Regions from separate parts of the Gossypium hirsutum genome. Here region 2 is linked to region 1. The links are chromatin contacts, called in public Hi-C maps. All regions are on one chromosome and are shown on one strand. The core of a region is the stretch at or near the end of the contact, and the rest is flanking DNA. Distances in the headings are between cores, read along the strand shown.

Evidence for each region. A called contact is a pair of places that touch in the nucleus more often than the background predicts.
Region 2: a Hi-C map of leaf shows a contact between it and region 1, with 3 times the contacts expected there. The contact joins the promoter of LOC107910681 here to the promoter of LOC107948813 in region 1. A contact is called at or near these places in 3 of 34 Hi-C or Micro-C datasets (anther and leaf).

The regions. Positions count from the first base shown.
Region 1 is chrD02:38,264,737-38,270,017 of Gossypium_hirsutum_v2.1, forward strand. LOC107948813 (probable LRR receptor-like serine/threonine-protein kinase At1g14390) reads left to right here and starts at 2,452. Exons shown (of 7, transcript XM_016883468.2): 1 at 2,452-3,961; 2 at 4,045-4,178; 3 at 4,269-4,512; 4 at 4,603-4,796; 5 at 4,891-4,928; 6 at 4,998-5,106; 7 at 5,194-5,281. The coding sequence starts at 2,737.
Region 2 is chrD02:38,401,099-38,405,848 of Gossypium_hirsutum_v2.1, forward strand. It overlaps LOC107910681 (serine carboxypeptidase-like 42), which reads right to left and starts at 3,261. Exons shown (of 10, transcript XM_016838635.2): 1 at 2,832-3,261; 2 at 2,567-2,640; 3 at 2,346-2,463. The coding sequence starts at 2,581. It overlaps LOC107910680 (alpha-amylase 3, chloroplastic), which reads right to left. Exons shown (of 13, transcript XM_016838630.2): 12 at 4,510-4,677; 13 at 3,932-4,447. The coding sequence ends at 4,286.

The DNA of each region.
Region 1 (5,281 bases), core at 1,202-3,701:
TATTTTTTACTTATTCGTTGCTTAATCGGGTCGATCCCCAACATATTATACTTGCAACATTTCATACCATTTCAAACTACCTTTAACTCCATTACAAGCTATAGACATTTAACCAAATTCTAGTATTAACCATTAACCATAAGTGCATAGACGCATAACTTTATATTCCAAATTTGACTCAACCTAGGTACATGGCTTATAAACAACAAAAGAGACTTATACAAATATTATCAAGTTTGGCATTTTGATTAGATGCTGAAGTTGATGCTCGAGTTCTCATTTGAGACCTAACCTGTGCACGAAAAAACAAATCGCACGCTGCGTGATAAAACTCAATGGTATTTCTATAAATCAAATCAGTATAACATAAATGTTATCAAATACAAATAATCAATTCAAGTCTATTATTCAACTAATTCGTATACCAAATTGTAACATACACTTAGTGATCAATTCATTTGCTTATTTCATATCACTATTTATAAGCATATGTTCCTATATATATACACATTCATTGATTTACATATTTAATTTCATCTCATCAATTCAATCATTTTTGAGTTATTGACTCGTAAATGCTCAATCACCCCCAGGGGGCTCATTTCTAGCCAATTTGCATGGACTTTCACATGCTATTGAATATCAAAATTCATATGTGAGCAATTATACCAAATCAATTCATATTTCATTTCAATCTACCATATAGCCTAGTCAAATCATGTTTATATAATCTTACTAACCTTACTTGGATTTCAAGACGGATATACAAATTAACCAACCTACATCTCAATCTGGCATTCTAGTACATCATCAGATAAATCGAAAGAAATATATTGGCACACATTGTGCATCGTTAGACAAGCCGAAGCAATTATAGTGTACATCATCGGATAAATCGAAATAAATATACCGGCACATACTGTGTATCATCAAACAAGCCAAAACAATTATATTAACACGCGTAGTACATATTGGATAAACCGAAGTAATTATGATGGCACGTAGAGAAAAAAATATACTGGCATACAATCGGATCTTTATTACCAAAAAAAAAGAAGAAAAAAAGTCGGATATTGGAGACTAAGTCTTTCTCTGTTCTGGCATACTGCTATTAAGAAAGTAAATAACATGAATACAATTTAAGGAAAAAAAAATGCCTTCTATATAAATGATAGGATCCCATCAATAAAGTAGGACTTACCTTCCCTCTTCTTAATCTAGATTAAAAAAAAAAAAAGAAGCATCTTCTCCAAGGCATTCCATGTGCATCTTTATTCCTTGCTATATAAAACCGCCCTTCCCCTAATACATAATTACTACATTACCATACTTCAACTAGCCCCCATTGCTTCATAAATCTTGAATATGAGCATATAATATCAAACATGTATTTACACACAGTTCTCAATATTTTATAAAAAATCATAATAATCAAGGAAGGCAGCTAAGCATTGAACAAAAGAAAAAGCAGAAGAAAGGCAGCTAAGCTAAGAACAAAAAAACAGGATTGATAATTGGATACCATTCCCTCAAAAAAGAATAATATAATAAGTTACGGTCATTCCCTCAAAAAAGAATAATATAATAAGTTACGGGATTTGGTAAAACTAATACATCATTAAAATCCGTGTTTGAAAAATTGACAACTTTTCACCTTTATTTTAATCATCTCACCGACACAACGGCATTTGTGACGCAGGAAAACGGCCAACCCGGGGGGCATTCTCGTCATTTTCCCCTCACATTTGCCCCGGCCGCGTCCTTATATAGCACTGCTTTTAGTTATGGAATACTGATGTAAAGACACTATTTTGGTAACTTACACACGTGATTCAACATTGCTTTTTGTGCTCTTTTATTGACTTTTTTAGCTACTATTAATTAAATTTTTATTATTTTAAATTAAAAATATTTAAAATAAAATTTGAAAATAACAAAAAAATTGAAAAATATTTAATAAATGTTAACTAAGGGATAAATAAATATTTTAATATTTACGCACTGTACATCACTTTCTGGTCCTCAAAGGTCTAGCGTAACATGCCGCAAACGGAAGTGTTTGAACTGAGAGCCTAAAGTTGACTTTTAACTCCAATTTAATATGATAGATATTGTATCGTAGTACCAGGATTTCCAGGCAGTATCATTGCATGGTCTACTTAATTGCCAATATTTATTTATTCTAGTGAAGTTCCCAGTTCCCACATTAGATATTTGATTCTGATTTTCAAATTGACTGAGATTGAATTTAGATAGACGGTGCGTTTACCTGTGGTTAATATAAAAACAGTGGTAGCGGTGAGATTAAATACTATAGCGATACTGTAGCATGAAATAAAAAATAAGCTAAACGTATCACACCGCACCCAAGCGCCCATCCAAACCCACCTTAAATCATTTTCTTTCTTTGGTTCTTTAAATTCACTTTCTCATCTACTTTGTGAATAAATGCGTTTTCGAACAAATTTAAGTGTAGTAAAGTAAAAGTAGCAGCTTTATCCTATAACCTTTAATAAGTAGTGAGCTAAACCCAGATCAGATATTTGTCTTTTTTTGACGAAAACTTCATTTATTGGGTGCTGCTGGGCCTCTATGCGCTAAAAGGATGTGTGCATTATGCTACTGAATGCATCAAGTTAATGTGATTGCTCCCTTTCCCAGAAATGTTTTCTTCTTCTTCTACTCCTACTTTTTAAGGTTTATCTTCCCTTCTTTCTCTTTTTGAGTTCAACAGGAATGGAGACTTCCAGGGTGGGTTTCTGTTTATTGCTTTGTACAATTTTCATGGTTGTTCCAGTTTCAATAGGTCAGCTTACTTCAACCGAAACCAGGCTCCTTTTCCAAGTTCAAAAGCTTCTTGAATACCCTGAGGTACTTCAAGGATGGACAAAGTGGACCAACTTCTGTTATCTCCCTCATTCTCCTTCTCTCAAGATTGTGTGTGCAAACAGTCGCGTGACGGAGATAACCATCGTTGGAAACAGGAGCTCTCCAGCGAATGTTGTACCAGGTTCTGGACCACAGGGTTTGTCCGGCAAGTTTTCCATGGATTCATTATTCACTGTCCTAACCAAGTTTTCTAGTTTGAGAGTATTGTCCCTGGTGTCCCTGGGGTTATGGGGTCCCTTGCCTCCCAAGATCAACAGGTTTCATTCACTCCAAGCTCTCAACATGACCTCTAATTTCATCTCCGGGAGGATTCCTAAGCAGATTGCATCGTTCCAGAATCTAACAAGTCTGGTTTTGGCTGACAATCTGTTCAATGGCAGTGTTCCAGATCTTACAGGCTTACCACTCCTTAAAGTTGTGAATTTGGGTGGCAACCTCCTTGGACCTCAGTTTCCTTCATTAAGCCAAAGTCTAGTAAGCATCACGTTGAGCAACAACTCATTTAGATCCCAGATCCCTTCAGGACTGAAGAAATTCAATCAGCTCCAGAGGCTGGACATCTCTTCTAATAAACTTGTGGGACCACTCCCATCGTTTCTACTCTCCTTGGCTTCAATTCAGTATCTTAATTTGGCCCAAAACCAATTAAGCGGAGCCCTTGCTTCCACTACAGACTGTAGTAACAACCTCTCCTTTGTAGATATCTCAAACAACCTTTTGATAGGAAAACTCCCTTCATGCATCGGATCAAACTCCAGAAACAAAACAGTCATTAGTTCATGGAATTGTCTGTCTACTGGGAATTCAAATCGCCAACATCCTTATTCATTTTGCAACAAAGAAGCATTGGCTGTTAAGCCTGTGGAAAGCAAGGAGCAGGAGGAGCCTGGGATCAACTTGGGCCTAATACTCGGTATCATTGGAGGCGTTGTTGCCATTGCAGGAGCTATTGCTTTGTTGATGTTTGTGATTATTCGAAGATCACGAACAACTGAAGACGCAAATTATGATGAAAGGTCCATTGTAGACAAAATGTCTGTTCGTAGCTCTCCCAAACCACCCATTGATTCAAGTAAGACCATCTGATTTTGTAAATACTGTCATCATTAATTCAATCTCGACCTACCAAAATTTGGTTTCTTTCCTACACCACAGGGCGTGTTCCACAGACAATGAGATCAGCTGCAATTGGGCTTCCACGATATCGCGTTTTCAGCTTGGAAGAAATTGAAGATGCAACCAACAACTTTAACCCATCAAATTTTATGGGGGAAGGATCTCAAGGGCAGGTAAATACATTTTGTGTTAAATTGTCATTAATCCCTAGAGACATACATTCAAGATGAATAGTGGTTACTTTTGATTGATGTATGCAACAGCTCTATAAAGGTTGGCTTGTAGATGGGTCAGTGGTGGTGGTAAAATGTTTGAAACTACAGCAGAAGCATGCACCTCAAAATCTGATGCAACACATGGAAGTTTTGTCCAAGCTAAGGCATCGTCATTTGGTTAGCGTTCTGGGACACTGTATTGTAACTTACCAGGATCATCCTAATGTTGCCAGTACTGTGTTCGTTGTTTTTGAGCACATTTCCAACGGATCATTGCGGGACCATCTTACTGGTAAACCTAAACCCCTTAAATAATTTAAGGGAACAGGGCAAAAGCATATTAATGTTATTTACTCGTTGATTTGATTTTGGGAATTGGCAGATTGGAAAAAGAAGGAGATACTGAAATGGCCACAGAGAATGGCAATCACCATTGGAGCTGCAAGAGGAGTTCAATTCCTGCATACAGGAATTTCGCCTGGGATTTACGGAAACGATTTAAAGATTGATAATATTTTGTTGGATGAGACTCTTACACCCAAAATTAGTAATTACAACATCCCATTGCCACTTAAGGTATAGGAAACACAAAGCAGATTTACATTTCATTTACACTTTTTGCTTTTCCAGAATTTAATCTGTTCCTTGGTTTTCATTGATGAAATTACAGACGGGTTCGGAAAGCCCCCTCTCAAATCGCCTTAGCAGGTAGGTAATGTGTTTCACCCATCTTCAATTTCCATCGACACAATGCTCTAACTCAAACCATTCCTGCAGTGATGAAAATGAGAAGGAAGACATTTATCAACTGGGAGTTCTGCTGCTACAGGCTATTACCGGTAAACTGGTCACATTCTCAAATGAATTGGATGGGCTTAAACTTGAGGTATGCAAGTTTATAGGTTCTACTTCTCCACCCAAATTTAAACCAAACAGTATAGGTTGAATTAAATTTGCAATGTTGTGGTTGCAGCTGGAAAAGAGCTTAGCTGAAGGGCCATCGAAGTTAAGAGGTGTGATTGATCCCTCAATACGAGGCACTTTTGCAGATGAATCAATGA
Region 2 (4,750 bases), core at 2,011-4,510, 140 kb after region 1:
TTTTACACCCAGTAAAATTTTGACGATTTTAATCCCGATAAAAATTTTGATGATTTTACCCCTAATAAAGTTTTGAGAAAATATGCTCAATATTTCATAACTCAACGTCTTCACTGTGATTGAATGGTTTGTTTTTATTTTTGGGCTTCAAAACAGCTCAAAAATATAAACTCATTCTTTTTATCGTTTTTAAGTAATCCTTATAGAATTGCAAATGAATCATTTCAATTTTCATTTCCATTTCCATTTTTTGGAAAACATTCATTTCCAAATGATTCCATTTTTCTTTTTCGAAAAAAAAAACATAGTCATTCCAAAATGTTTTTCATTTCTCTTTTCCTATTCATTCTATTCATTTCTATTCAAACTCACAATTCATTTCTGGTTTCAATGAGCTAGCGAAAGGACTGATTGGACATAAAAAATTAGGGCTAGGATAATTTATAATTAAGTTATAGCTTTTCGCCTATTAATGATAAACTCATTTAGTCATGAATTTGTTCCACTATAATATCATGACTGAGCTCTTCCTAACGAAATACCATTACGACATACATTCATTTTATCAATGACAACACTTTAGACTTTAACAATTTTGAGACTAGACATGTAGGTTGGCTAAATCAAGATACAAAAATCTCAAAAACATGAAACTCGTGAAGAATAGGCTTTGAAAACACTTGCATGCAAAGCTGAATAATCCAAAAAGCTTAAAGCTTTTCTTTCTTCTACAGAGACAACATTTTTGGTAGAGGAAGACGAGAATGAAACTCTCTTCCCCTCCACTTTAACTCACAACATTAACATATTAATTTTCATCGTTAATGAAAATTAACAAGTGTTTCCACTAAACATTGACACAACCGAAACTACCATGCAAGAGTGACTATTTACCACTTTGAACCTTGAACAATTTTTATTAAACTCATTTAACTAGCTTTTCGCTAATTCTTATGATTTTAGTCCATACACTTTCATTTCTAACTTATTGACTAAATTCACCAATTCAAACATCAATAAAACACTTTTAACAGGTTGGTAAATGTAAATAAATAACATTTTCTAACTTTATCATCGAAATTGTGGTCTTTGAACTACTGTTCCGACACAATTATAAATCAAGTTGTTACAACTTCTTTATAGGCTATTAATTCTACTCACATAGTCCTTATCCCTAAAACATAGTCTATGTACAGTTCTTTATAACATTATATAAAAAAACAATTGCCAATCATTTTCAAAAGGTGTTGAATGTTTGCATAGATGAAGGACAAAGTGCTTTTGTTCCAAAGAGATTAATCACCGACAATGTTCTACTTGCCTACAAAATACTTCCCACTTTCAAGCAAAGAAGAATAGGGAAAATATACTCTGTTCCGTTCAAACTCGATATTAGTAAAACTTATGATATGATGATCAAGACGGGATTTTCTTTTTCTAGGTCGATTTCATTATGCACTGTATTCCCACAATTTCTTACTCAATTATTATTAATGGGGAAGCGGGCGAAATCTTTAAATCGACAAGAGATCTTAGGCAAGGAGATCCACTCAACCCCTACCTTTTTCTTTATTTGTAGTGAAGGTTTATCGTCTCTTATAAGAATGGAAAAGGGGGAAGGAATAATAATTGGAGAAAAAGTATGCAGGCGGGGACCAACAATTACTCATCTTTTGTTTACAGACAACTGCATTTTGTTTGGAGAGGCTACTGACAGAGGTGCTAATAATATGACGGGTTTATTCAAAAGAATATGAAGTTTTCTCAAGTCAATGCATCAATTTTGAGAAATCTCTTCTGCTCTTTAGTTCTAATATTTCAGATCAATCAAGGATATCAAATTCTCAAATCTTGAATGTCTGTTATTCTTCAGGTCCGGAAAAATACCTTGGACTTCTGAATACGGTAGGTTGAATGAAAAGAAAGGCTTTCTAGATATTGAAAGACAAGGTGATTAGTCGCATTAATAATTGTTGTGTTAAACCCCTCTCTCAAGGTGGTAAAAAGGTTTTCATTAAAAGCATTGTGCAAGCCATCCTACTTATTCGATATCATGCTTTTTATTGCCTAACTCTCTTTATGTTGAAATGGAGCGCATCATTAGCAGGTTTTGGTGGCAGAAACACAAGGGCAAGAAGGGGATTCATTGGTGCGAATGGAGAAAGCTATGTGACATTAAGGAAGATGATGGTTTGGGGCTTAAGAGTTTATCAAAATTCAATTTAGCCCTTCTTGCAAAACAGGGTTGGCGATTGTTTAGTTCTCTAGATTCTTTATTGGTGCGCACGTTAAAGGCTAAATATTATTCAGATTCCCCTTTTTTGAGATCGAGTCTAGGAAATTACCCTTGTTATACCTCGAAGAGTATATGGGCTGCGAAAGGACTTCTTTAAACAGACATGTGTTGGCGGGTGGGATCGAGTACCAATATATCCATCTGGAAGAATGCTTGGGTTCCTGGCTCTGTCGATTAGAAGATCTATAGCTATGTAAGAAATCAAATTATAGACAAGGTTTCTGAACTGACTGAGCCAAGATTGAGACAGTGGAGGGAGGATTCCATTACCAACATTTTTTCCATTGAGGATCCAACTGTCAACTTTTGAAATAGTTAATTTCATCGATTCATACATTTGAGATCTAGAAATCATAAATGAGAGATTATCTATCAAAAGAGTTGAAACGATGGAAACCACCAAAACCACCCTCGCTCAAGATAAGCTTTGATGCTGCTTTGCAAAGCTATACAAAGAAATCATGCATGGGGATAGTGGGCAGAAACTCAGAAAGGACAGTTTTGGGTTTGAGAATGATTATCAACAATCACGTACCTACTCCTTTGGCGACAGAAGCGCTTGCATGCCTCCAGGTAATTCAAATGTGCCTTGATCTGGGTTTTAGGGATGTGGTGATTGAAAGAGATTCTCTTGCTATTGTAAAGAAACTACATGCACAAAACGAAGATGGATCTGTCATTAGTGCCTATATTATAGATGTAATTTTTTAGCTGCTGATGGTTGCGATTGCTCAAGAGATAGAGAAGGTCTCTAGATTTTGCATTTCCTGAAAGAGACGGTTTGTTTTCCTAATGGGCTCCTGGTTATCCTTTTGTTTTATATGCCCTTAGGGAGTGGTTGAGCTCATTAAAACGGTTGGGTACTCTTTGGTTTTATCGAAGATATGCTTCTATTTCTTAGGAAATTGTTATGTTTTTTATCTTCTATTAGTTGTTATTATTGTGATTTTTTTAAACCGTTTTAATAAATGAAATCTAGCCTTTTCTTAAAAAAATAAAGAAAGAAAAGAAGAATTCTTAGTTAATTAAACTTCCAAAGTTTCTAACAAAACTCAAACAAATAATTATTTTCTAGATTATTTGAAATTTTGATTGTTTTATGAAATTTTATTTATTTATATTTATTTTTTGAATTTTTTCATTTTTCTAGTTTGGCATAATGATAAATTTAGTTATTCATGTTTACATATTTTTGTGAATTTGACTGCTATCCTTTTTTTAGTTAAATTTAATTATTAACTTTTCAAAAATAGTCGAAATGCTTCTCTTTTAAATGAAACTGCTGACTAAAATATTAATTTTTTAATAATTTGTGTATATTGGGGTGATCATTTCAAACAAATTTTCTAACGACGACACTAAATTGATAAAAAAATTTAAATGATCAAAACAGGAACAACCCTCTTTTAGGGTGATCATCGAATAGTTTATCCTATATTTAAATAGAATAGATTAATTAATTTCAAATATATAAAAAATATTTACGCCTTTAGCTTTTAATAATTTTAAAATTCATAAAATAAATAAATAGATAATACACATATATCAATGACATTTGCCTTGACAAAAAACTTTATGATAACAATGAAACCTTGAAAGTGGAAAAAGAAAACCAGGGCAGCTGGAACTTGGAAAGGAATAAATAGTATTTCATTTTATTTTATAAGAAAATAATAACAACAAAGCCAATTTGCAAAAATATTACAGATTTGGCAGAAGGCAAGAAATTGTTCTTCCAATGTTATTATCGTAAGGAATTGTAAAATAAGATATAATGAACAAGTACTAAGTTAAAACTCCTTGGACTGTAGCTAAGTGGCTCCAATAAACAATCACCTGCTGTAAGCCCTGACTTTGGTCAAACACCCTATATGTATATCGGGTAAAAAATGGTACAAATGATGGAATGAGAGGTACATGCTGGACATTCCTAGAGGATTGACTATATACACTACGCAAAGTAAAAATAGTTCCCAGCCCAAGTTTGCATTAAGAAGATGCTTCCCAGACCTTGTAATCGTATCCCTCAAGAGCTAAGGACCATCTTTGGGGTCCACTTGGAGGCTCATAATAACCTGGTCCAATCTTCATTGCAACTCTGTCGTCTATGGTGGCCGCATATACATCCCTCTCTGCCTTCACAATTTCAACCTATACCATAAACCAAGTCAATACTTGTCCTTCCTTTTAGTGCTAGAGTTTTGGATACTTACTATACTCCGGCAATGGATTTTGTTTCTGTTTCTGAGAGAGATAAGAGCGCCAATCTCTGAGCGATGGTGGGAGACAATGTGATCATAAAACACAGCCGGTGTTCCTGGGTGTGTCAAGATATATGCATATCCTTGCATTTCCTTTCCACCTGGAAACCTCCAATGACCCTTCAGGAGTGGCATATCATATCAAACAGGATAGTTTGAATAGAAGAATGTAAGCATTAGCATTCAAAGTAGT